Linked DNA regions of Mus musculus: region 2 is linked to region 1. Evidence: chromatin contacts called from public Hi-C data. All regions are on one chromosome and are shown on one strand. Each heading gives the region's core, a stretch centred on a gene start, on an enhancer-like site or on the middle of the called end of the contact. The rest is flanking DNA. Distances are from core to core; before and after follow the strand shown. Region 1 overlaps Plcb1 (phospholipase C, beta 1). Region 2 holds the start of Plcb4 (phospholipase C, beta 4).

Evidence for each region. A called contact is a pair of places that touch in the nucleus more often than the background predicts.
Region 2: a contact with region 1 is called in a Hi-C map of granulocyte-monocyte progenitors, with 2.5 times the contacts expected there. The contact joins the promoter of Plcb4 here to the enhancer-like site in region 1. A contact is called at or near these places in 5 of 39 promoter capture datasets (the 3T3-L1 cell line, cranial neural crest, frontonasal cranial neural crest and 1 more), 10 of 484 Hi-C or Micro-C datasets (Sertoli cells, adipose-derived mesenchymal stem cells, embryonic fibroblasts and 6 more), 5 of 115 datasets of contacts at active chromatin or transcription factors (astrocytes, embryonic basal ganglia, forebrain and 2 more) and 2 of 9 other capture datasets (embryonic stem cells and pancreatic islet).

Annotation. Positions count from the first base shown.
Region 1 is chr2:135,361,353-135,365,827 of GRCm38.p6, reverse strand. It overlaps Plcb1 (phospholipase C, beta 1), which reads right to left. Exons shown (of 32, transcript NM_001145830.1): 25 at 3,391-3,444; 26 at 841-1,060. Among named protein-coding and RNA genes, the nearest start is that of 4930545L23Rik, 150 kb to the right of the region's middle. Within about 2 kb of position 2,692, at least 2 of the 459 cell types and tissues checked have an H3K27ac peak or open chromatin away from gene starts, as enhancers often do. A contact at or near this core is called in granulocyte-monocyte progenitors, where this site is marked.
Region 2 is chr2:135,657,671-135,662,134 of GRCm38.p6, reverse strand. It overlaps Plcb4 (phospholipase C, beta 4), which reads right to left and starts at 2,588. Exons shown (of 39, transcript NM_001355153.1): 1 at 2,405-2,588.

The sequences.
Region 1 (4,475 bases), core at 1,443-3,942:
CATTAACTCAGCACTACTGACAGTAAAATAGCCTTCCCATGTCAAACATTAATTATGAAAATGCACCAAACACTTCCTGGGGCAGTTTGATGGGTACATTGAGATTTTTCTAGTTTTTATAAGCTGAGATAAAACTAACTAGCAAACGTGACTGCATATTTGCTGTTTAAGGGTAAAATTGTATACAATCATTGAATTATCCACAGGGCACAAGAAACAAAATAATAATATTACTCAATAGCTATGCTAGACTTGCTTCTCTCTGCCACATTCTGAGTGCTTTGAGTATATGAGAGATGTACTGTGAGAGCCCCAGACCCCAGGATATCTGTCAGGCCATTACGGGTTTCAGGCATCAAAAGAAAGTTGAAGCTTCTCCTTCCTCATGGTAAACAGTCTGTTCAACTCGATTCTAGGTACATAAGAACTCCATACCCACACTTTGGCAGCTGCTATGGTGTGTGGGGATGGTGTGGGGTAGGGGTGGGGGCATCAGGGACCCGATATCTGAGCCAAGAGCTAGTGCTCTGGAAGCATAATTGTATATCTACCCCAGAATTTGTTCAAATGAAGAAATCCATACCCAAAGTACTAGCTATGCCAAGACCAGAGAAAGAAGGGTCACAGGAATTCAGCCAGCCAAGACTAGCCTGGAAAGCGGGGAGGGGAGAAGAGAGGGAAGGTAGGAAGGAGGGAACTAAATTTAGCTTATAAGCAACTGTGAACTGAAAATACTCAAGAAGGGCAGGGTGGAGCCTGTGGAGTGACTTTGCTCCCTGTGGCATCACAGCATATAAACCATCAACCCCCCGCCAGGGCAGCATCTCTTTATGGACTCACTTCTTCTTGCTGTCCTTTTTGGCGGACTTCTCCAAGGCTGCCCTCCTTCTCAGGTAGTCATTCTGAATCTCGTTGTACTTGGTCGTGTGCTCCTTAATGAGCTCCGTGGTTTTCTTGTGGTGTCTCTTCACCAGGTCTTTCATTTCTTTGTAGTGTTTCTTTTGAAGTTTCACGAACGATTTCTGTTGCTTGAGCTCTTCGATGGTTTGCGCCTCTACTTCTGCAACAGAGGAGCGTTAGGAGCTGAGTGACAGAGTGGCTGAGAGTCCAGGGGTAGGGACAGTGGCATCCTGTTCAGAGAGGAACAGCTTATTCCTTCCAAGAGTGGCTGAAGAGCACAGCCTAGATGTCAGAACTGTCAGTAAACTGCTCTGGCCACTAGCTAACGACTGTGCTAACAAAACATTGCAGAGAGCGAGTTCCTTCTTTGGGGCTTTAAGTTTGGTTTTCCCAGAAGGAGAGTCTAGAATGGGGATTTGTGTGCCTGTGGCTCCTTGTGAGCTGAGGAGAGGGAAAGTAGATCAGCAGTGGAAACAACCAAGCAAAAGCACGCACATCAATTTCAGTATGACTTCTGAACAATCCTACGAGAACCCAAGGTGTGCATGGCACACCGGGTCTGGTCTCCCCATGAAGGCCAGCTTCTTGTGAATTTGGGATGATCAAAAGAAGATTTCCCTTTATATAGAGGAAAATTCTGCAGAGAAGCAGAGTTAATAACCTAGCCTCACTATGCCCGGGAACAGAACATATCACATCAGAGGAAAATGGAGCAGGCCCCAACTTCATCCTTCTTAGGGATGATGGCATTTCTACTAAAGGCTGGTCTGATGGTTAAATAAAATAAAAATCATGGAAAGTGTTTTGTTGTTTTTGGTACCATGCCTTAGATCAGTGGTTCTCAACCTTCCTAATGATGTGGACCTTTAATTTTTCATGTTGTGGTAATCCCCAACCATAAATTGTTTTTTGCTGCTACTTCATAACTATAATTCTGCTACTGTCATGAATCATAATGTAAATATTTCTAGAAATGGAGGTTTGCTGGAGGAGTCATGACCCACGAGTTGACAGCCACTGCTAAAGCGACTTAGCAAATGATCACACAGGTTCAGCGTCATTCAGGGGATGCACTGACAAGGGACACACCGTAGGTTTCTCCCTACATATCAGGGGATATGACAGTCAGGTGTGCCAAGAAAGTGTCCTTTAATCTAACTTTCACAAAGGCTCCAGCAGGGCTAGGGCCACCTGTATGACTGTAGTGTTTTATCCAATGTTGAGGAAAAAAATGGTCAATGTGACAAAGTCTGATCTTAAATCACTACATAGGCACACTCCATCACTTCTATAATAAGCATTTGTAAAATGAGTTCTCACTTCTGAAGTCAAGATCCCACACTAGCTTCTCTATTGCTTTCTCTAGAATTACAAGAATGGGGTTTTGGGGAGCCTTTCAATGTATGGTGTCTCAACTTCAATGAATTATCATTTATTTGGACCCAGCTAAGTCAGAGTTCACATGTTTCCATTTCTTGATTTGAACTTTCTGTTTTAGGAACAACACCACAAAAGATACCATAAATATTTGGAACTGTCAAGAGGTTCAGAAATAATATATATCAGAAACCATAGCAAACCTGGATAGAAACGGGCTGTGCATAAACAGGGAAGCTGGAATGGTAATTTCTGTTGCTAAACACCAAGGCCTTTAAACAGTGCTTCCTTCTCTTACTGTGTGTCTGTCCTGACAACTACTTTTTCTTCTTATTGAAGGAAGAAGTTGTGGAGAGAACTAGATACATTTATTTAACAGTTTCCCTCAGGTTCAAACTGACTTCAGACAGTTGCGTAATAATGGCTGCATTAAGAATTTATAATCCTGAGAAACTTCTGCATTTTCTGGTAGCCGATTCCACCTCATGAGAACCTAGAACATGAGCCACAAACAGTCTAGAAACAGAACTCCCCGTGCTCCAACCCTCTAAGAAAAAGACAGTCTAACCTGTCTTTGAAAAAGCCTCCGGGTAAAAGACTATCCCTTGGGAATATCCCCAAATGTAAAAAGTAATGCTCATCTGCATAAAGACACATATCACTAATGGGTGAACTGTTCAGAGATAGCCACAGATAGGGTGCGGTGCAGACCCTGTGTGTATACACTTGCAGATTTTTAGATAACATTTCAGTATCTTGTTTTCTTCATCAGCATTGTATTGCTTCCCATGGAAGCCCTTTAAAAACGTGCTTTGTTGCCTTGTAAGTTCTTCATAATTTCTAGGAATGATTTATGTATTTTTGGTGAAATATAGCTGTGTGGATAAAGTTTACATATCCCCAATCTGCAGCCCTGCACATTCTTGCAAAGCTGACACGTTTCAGTCATGGTAAACACCAGGGAAAAGGCAGAGGACTGCCAGGAGCCGTGACATCTTCTGGAAACTGTCCCTGACTAGGTGTAATCCAAGGCCGGGTTTCTTCTCCCCTCTGTACACTTACTGTGCAATGTTCATGTGGCAAATTCCATGAGGAAAAATGGTTTATGCTCACCTGTTAACACGCTCTGGATCAGATCTTCTGTTTTGGCAGGTGCCTTCACAGACCCTGCAACCAAAAAGATCAAAGAGATGGCCTTCTTTATCTTCCAAATTTCTATCTCATTTTCCAAGCATGTTTGTGGATGGAGGTGCAGCCCCGGGGTAGAAGAGCACTTGGCCATCTGGGTTTCATCTCCAGGACTGGGGGGGTCCTGCCCCTGTGCCCCCAAATTCTAAGTCTCTTTAGAGAGATGGCTAAAAAGTTGTAGAAAGTTGTTTACAACATAATTACAGTAAAACCTCTTTAGTTTGTAACTTGGATTCAATGCTATGCTGATGAGTAACTACGGGCATTCTCCATAGATAGGGAGACATCCCTCTACTTGAACCAAAACAAGAAATTCAATCTCAGCAATACTACTGCCACCTTCTGGCAAGATCAGGAATGACATGATTAAAGAGTGAATGCTGACCAAAGACCAATCAACTTCATGATCACTGTGCCAAGTGTGAGGTGTAACAGGTATTACACACCCTCAAAATGCTTCTACACAGAGGAGTGGGAAGCAAAACTTTCAGAGGGAAGCCATTTTGACCTAGGGTTGGGACATGGCAACATTACCTGTCCCCACCAAGATGCATTAAGAAGGGCACAGCATCAAAACAGAAGCCCAGATTAATGACAAGAAAACATTGAGGCAGCTCAAAGGAAGCAAGGGACATTTTGAAAAATAATAAAATATCAGGGGTATGAGAAACAAGAGAGAGTTGGGAGCTGTTACAGAAGGAAGGTGATCGTGGAGACATGATGAGCAAGTGCTCTCACTGTGGGACCCTGGGTGCAAATCTAGGACAATCAATAGACCCTGGTGCAAGGCAGGCCAAGCTTACAGAAGACTAACTTGTTTTGAAAGCTTACTGTGTTCTTGCTGACTTTAGCGGGAAAGGAGAGTTTGCATCACAGAGTCTGTAATATTTTTAACTGTTTCCTGTAAGCCAAATTATTTTTTGAGTATCACTTAAAAATCAAGATGTTAAAATGGCAAATTCTCTTTTATTCCCAGAAGCAATAAGCTCAGTTCAGAAGCCCTGAAAGTG
Region 2 (4,464 bases), core at 1,339-3,838, 300 kb before region 1:
ATTAACTTTATAAAAATCCACCAATTCATCAATTCTGGCATTTGGGTTTTGCCTGCTGCACCTAAAAAACTGGGGGTGACAAACAAGACACTGTTCCCAGAAGCTTATATCCCAGCCTGTCACAACATAACATGCCACTGTGATGGGTTCACATACAACATCACAATCGTGTATAAACCCGATTTCATATGAAGGGCAGGTAGGCAGGAACGCAAGGCAATCATTTAGTCATTCAATTCCCAGTGAACCAAAATCGAAAACAAATTAGTAGTAGCCTAAGAAAATAGCACGTTCACTAGGGCTGCCAATGATGTACCATGTTGTACAAAATCAGCAGTATAAATTGATTTACAAGCAGCTAGATTCTTGGAAAGAGGATAAACAAATATATTAGCAGCACCAGCACCCATTGGTCTCTATTGGGGATGGGATGAAAGGTTTCAAGGGTGATACAAACCTTTAAACTCCACTTCTTAAAAAGCTCTTTTGAAAGCTTTAAGGGTTTTTCCTTTCTTTTTTTTTTTTAATTCCCATATTTCCCTATCAGCTATGAAAGTAAGCACGAAGCCTGGATTCCGAGGCATGTAAGTTTTAACATCATTCACATTTTAAAAGATACAAATATAAAGCTCGGAAAAGAGAATATTTCAGCACAAAGCCCTCCTGCGTGGGTGTGCATTTGTAAAGTAAAAGTAGAATTATTCCAACAGATGTAAATGTGCTCTCTGTGATCAAATGGAGTCTTTTGAAATTCTGTTTTGACAGTTACTTGTAAAACAGCATTTCCACAGCGATTAATTCAGAGCTGGTAGTGATATCATCAAAGCTAAATCAAAACTAAGTTCTGATGGCTGAGTAATAAAAGCGGGGAGGGGGCAGGGGAGCAGAGCACACTTGGGAGGCCAACACTCAGCCCTCTGCAGCACACTGTTACATGTGAAGATGCACTCCTTCTGTCAAACCAGTTTCACCAACATAAAAACGCTCAGAAAGTGAAATTCCATTTTAAAAGTAATTTTTTCTTACACGAGGTTCTCCCCAAGACACCAGTCATGTATTAAATGTCTACAGTGTAAAAAAAAAAAATAGATGATATAATAGATCAATACACCAGTTGAAAACTATGCAAGACTGTTCTGTGGGGGAAAAATTCGAGATTACATAACACAGTCAGTCAGGGATTACACCACAAAATCCTAGTGAGAGGAATTTCTCATCCTCTGTATCACTCTGCAACTTAGGATATTAAAGTTTGAAGGGTTCAAAATATTCGGTTCTCAGTTCAAACACATCTTTAAAAACATCAGTCTTAAAAATACTAAAAGGATTAAGTTGAAATTTTACACACACACACACACACACACACACATCTTCCTACCCTAAAGAGTAGTTCTTCACTTTCTGAGATCCTGGGAGTCCACCCAGGTAAAAAGTCACTGGTTGCTCTTCCTGGTCATCTTTATTTTATGGTCTGATTTTTCCTTAAAAGAGAAATTCAATTTTTTTCAAAGCATTATACACCTGCCTGTGCATGGACTTTACTGCTAGCCATGTTTATTCAACACATTATCTCCACCAATGGATAATTTAAATTTATGGACCACTATGCATCCCACTTCTACTTCAAAAGATGGCGACTGTCCATGAATGTTTTGCCCCAAATTAAATCTCAAGCCCCTTGCTTTAGAGAAATAGGAAGAAGCACTATAGAAGTTTAGGGTTATTTTTTTAAAGTCATATCTCAAATGCATGCATATTTGTGGAATATAAGACATTTGCCTTTCTAGAAATGCTGGCTTTATAACTCTAGAGTTGTTCAATTGGAAAATTCTGTGTTTTCACACTTAGATTCAGTAGTTTACTGAGTCTAAACTCAAAAATTGTACAATATAGACAATTTCTAATTGACTAAGAAAAAACAACTTTAAACTTCTGAAAATAAAGCAATGTTCTTTTACATGCTTTTAGGAGGCCCAGATACTGTCCTGAAGGAGCGCTTAGCCTGTCAGTGTCAACTGGAAACGGTCTATCATTCGTAAGCTGTCCCCAGAAGACGCTGAAGATGCACACGCACACACATTTACATGCGTTGCACAGTGCCAACTATTTCCAACCAAAATAATCATATACACGTCGAGCCGAGCTATTTCTAGCGCAGAAGAGGGTGAACGTCCGGGTAGGCAGAGGAAACCCAGTAGCAGATGATTGCCGGAGAGGCGGGTGGCGGCGGGGTCCCCTGCCTCCCGCGCAGGACGCCTCGCACCCCGCACCTGCACCGGGTCCCCGGCAGGGCAACCGGGGGCGCGCGCGCGCGTCCGGGACGCACCCGCGGGAAGCCGAGTAGCCCGGCGGGCTGGGAGCGGCGGGAGCATCCCCGGGCGGGACCCAAAGCGCCTTCTCCTACCTGTCACTTCCAGGCGAGTCGCTGCCGGGGATGCGGCCACCGCCGCCTCCGGGAGCCCCGCTGTGTTCGCGCGCGCGCGTGTGAGTGTCTGTGTGTGTGTGTGTGTGTGTGTGTGTGTGTGTGCGCGCGTGTGAGAGCCTGTTTGCGGCGCGGCTCCTGAGCCGCTCGCGCGCCGCCACCCCCTCCCCGCCGCCGCGGCCGCCGAGCCCCTCCGGCGCCGCCCCGCCCTCCGCCGCCTCCGCCCCCCACCGGCCAGCGCCTCCCCGCTGCGCTCACCTCGGCCGCCCGCTGCCCAGGGCGCCGCCCGCCCGCCGCTCCCGCCGAGCCGGGCCCCGTGCGGCCCCGGGCCCGCCGCCCCTACTCCCGGCCGCGACGCTGCCTCTGGAGCCCAAGCCGTCGCCTCGCAGCCCCAACCTGCCGGGCTACGGAGCATGCCCAGTGCGGCGCCCGGCGGGGCTGGGGGTGGACCGGGGCCGCGCGGGCCGGCCGGGGTGGGGGTTGGCTGTCCCGGGGTCGCCGCCGCCGCCTTCCCGGTGCAGGGTCTGGGCGCGCGCCCGTGGGGACTGAGCTGAGCCAGCAGCGGGACACCACGCGCCGCTGGCCACGGACTCAGCGGGTGCCCGGCCCGGGAGGAGGGGGTGCGAGCCAGCCAGAACCGGGAGCGGGGAGCGGGAACTGCGCTTTCGTCTATGTTACATTGAACAAACACGGAGAGCTTGTACACTGCAGCAGGCACTGTGAGACAGGGATTTTATTCATTCAGCCCGAAAAACAATCTGCCGGAGGAAGTACTACAACGGGCTCACACTGAGCCAGAAAGTGATTTCCAAAGTCTTCCCCCAAGTGATCCTGAGACGTGCACCCCACTCCACCCCCCCCCCCCAGACTTCGGTTCCAGGGATGCTGGGGATCGCTGTGGCCAGCTCTCCTTGTCCTTTGAACCGACACCCGGGTGCCCGAAGTCCTGCTGAGGCGGCCTGGCCATGTGCATCCAGCGTCACCCTTTGTGGAGACCCTACACTGGAGCCGCTCCGGAACTCCCCGAGGGCTTCCTCCTACCGAGGCCACTCGGCTTCCTCCCTCTCCTGCCTGGCGGCGGCCACCAAAACCCGGAGACGTGGCACCTGCGCACTGGGGACTGGGGCCCATGCTGGCGGCTGAACTGGGCATGCTCAGCTGCCTGAACTGGGCTGGCGGGTCAAGAGGAAAGGGGTCGGTTTAGAGGTTAGCTTAAAAAAAAAATGGAGAAGAGGGCAGAAGTGTAGGCACAAAGGAACAGTCCAGGCACCGTGGATACAGCAGTTGAAAACCCCAAAGTGTCGCACCCTTCGTTCATTCTGGCCGTTTCAGCATGGATAGAAAGAAAATAACCACCAAAAGTTGATCAACTAGTGTGATGTGTGATGGTACATGCCTGTAATCCCAGTTAGTTTACAGAGCAGCCTAAACTATACAGTCGGTTCAAGACCAACCTGAACCCTGTCTCAAAACGAGAAAGAAAAAAATAATTTACCAATTTAAGGGAGATGGACTGAGAGCTACTGACCACTCTCTAGCCAAACACAAAGCTTCAGATTTAAGTTAGCCTTGAAAAAGGTTTTTCTGCAGTGTCTGCCTGCCTGTCTGTGACAAAACCTACAGAAACATTCACTAAGCCAGATCAGCTTTTCCACCAAGGTTAAAAAGAGAATAAAGATGCCAGAGAAAGCTGATACTGCACTGGTCAGGGTCTTCATGCCAGTGTGTTAAGACTGCTTTTGAGAGTGCCGCAAACCGGGCACATGAACTGCCTGAAAGGCTTTTTAAAATGCAGATTTTCATTAGACAAGACAGAAGTAAAATCATATGTTCTCCATCTCTAACAACTCATTCTGATATTGCTGCTTGTAAGCTGAGGGCTTGGGGTAGTATTTTAGGCCTGCTTTCCCTGCATGTGAGAAAGCTGTGGCTCAGAAAGGGTAAGGAATTTGCCCCAGGTTGAGCAGCCAATAAATAGTATAGCTAAACTCAAACCAGTCCTTCAGGCCTTCTCTTGTATGTCTTATGTGCCTCAAATATTA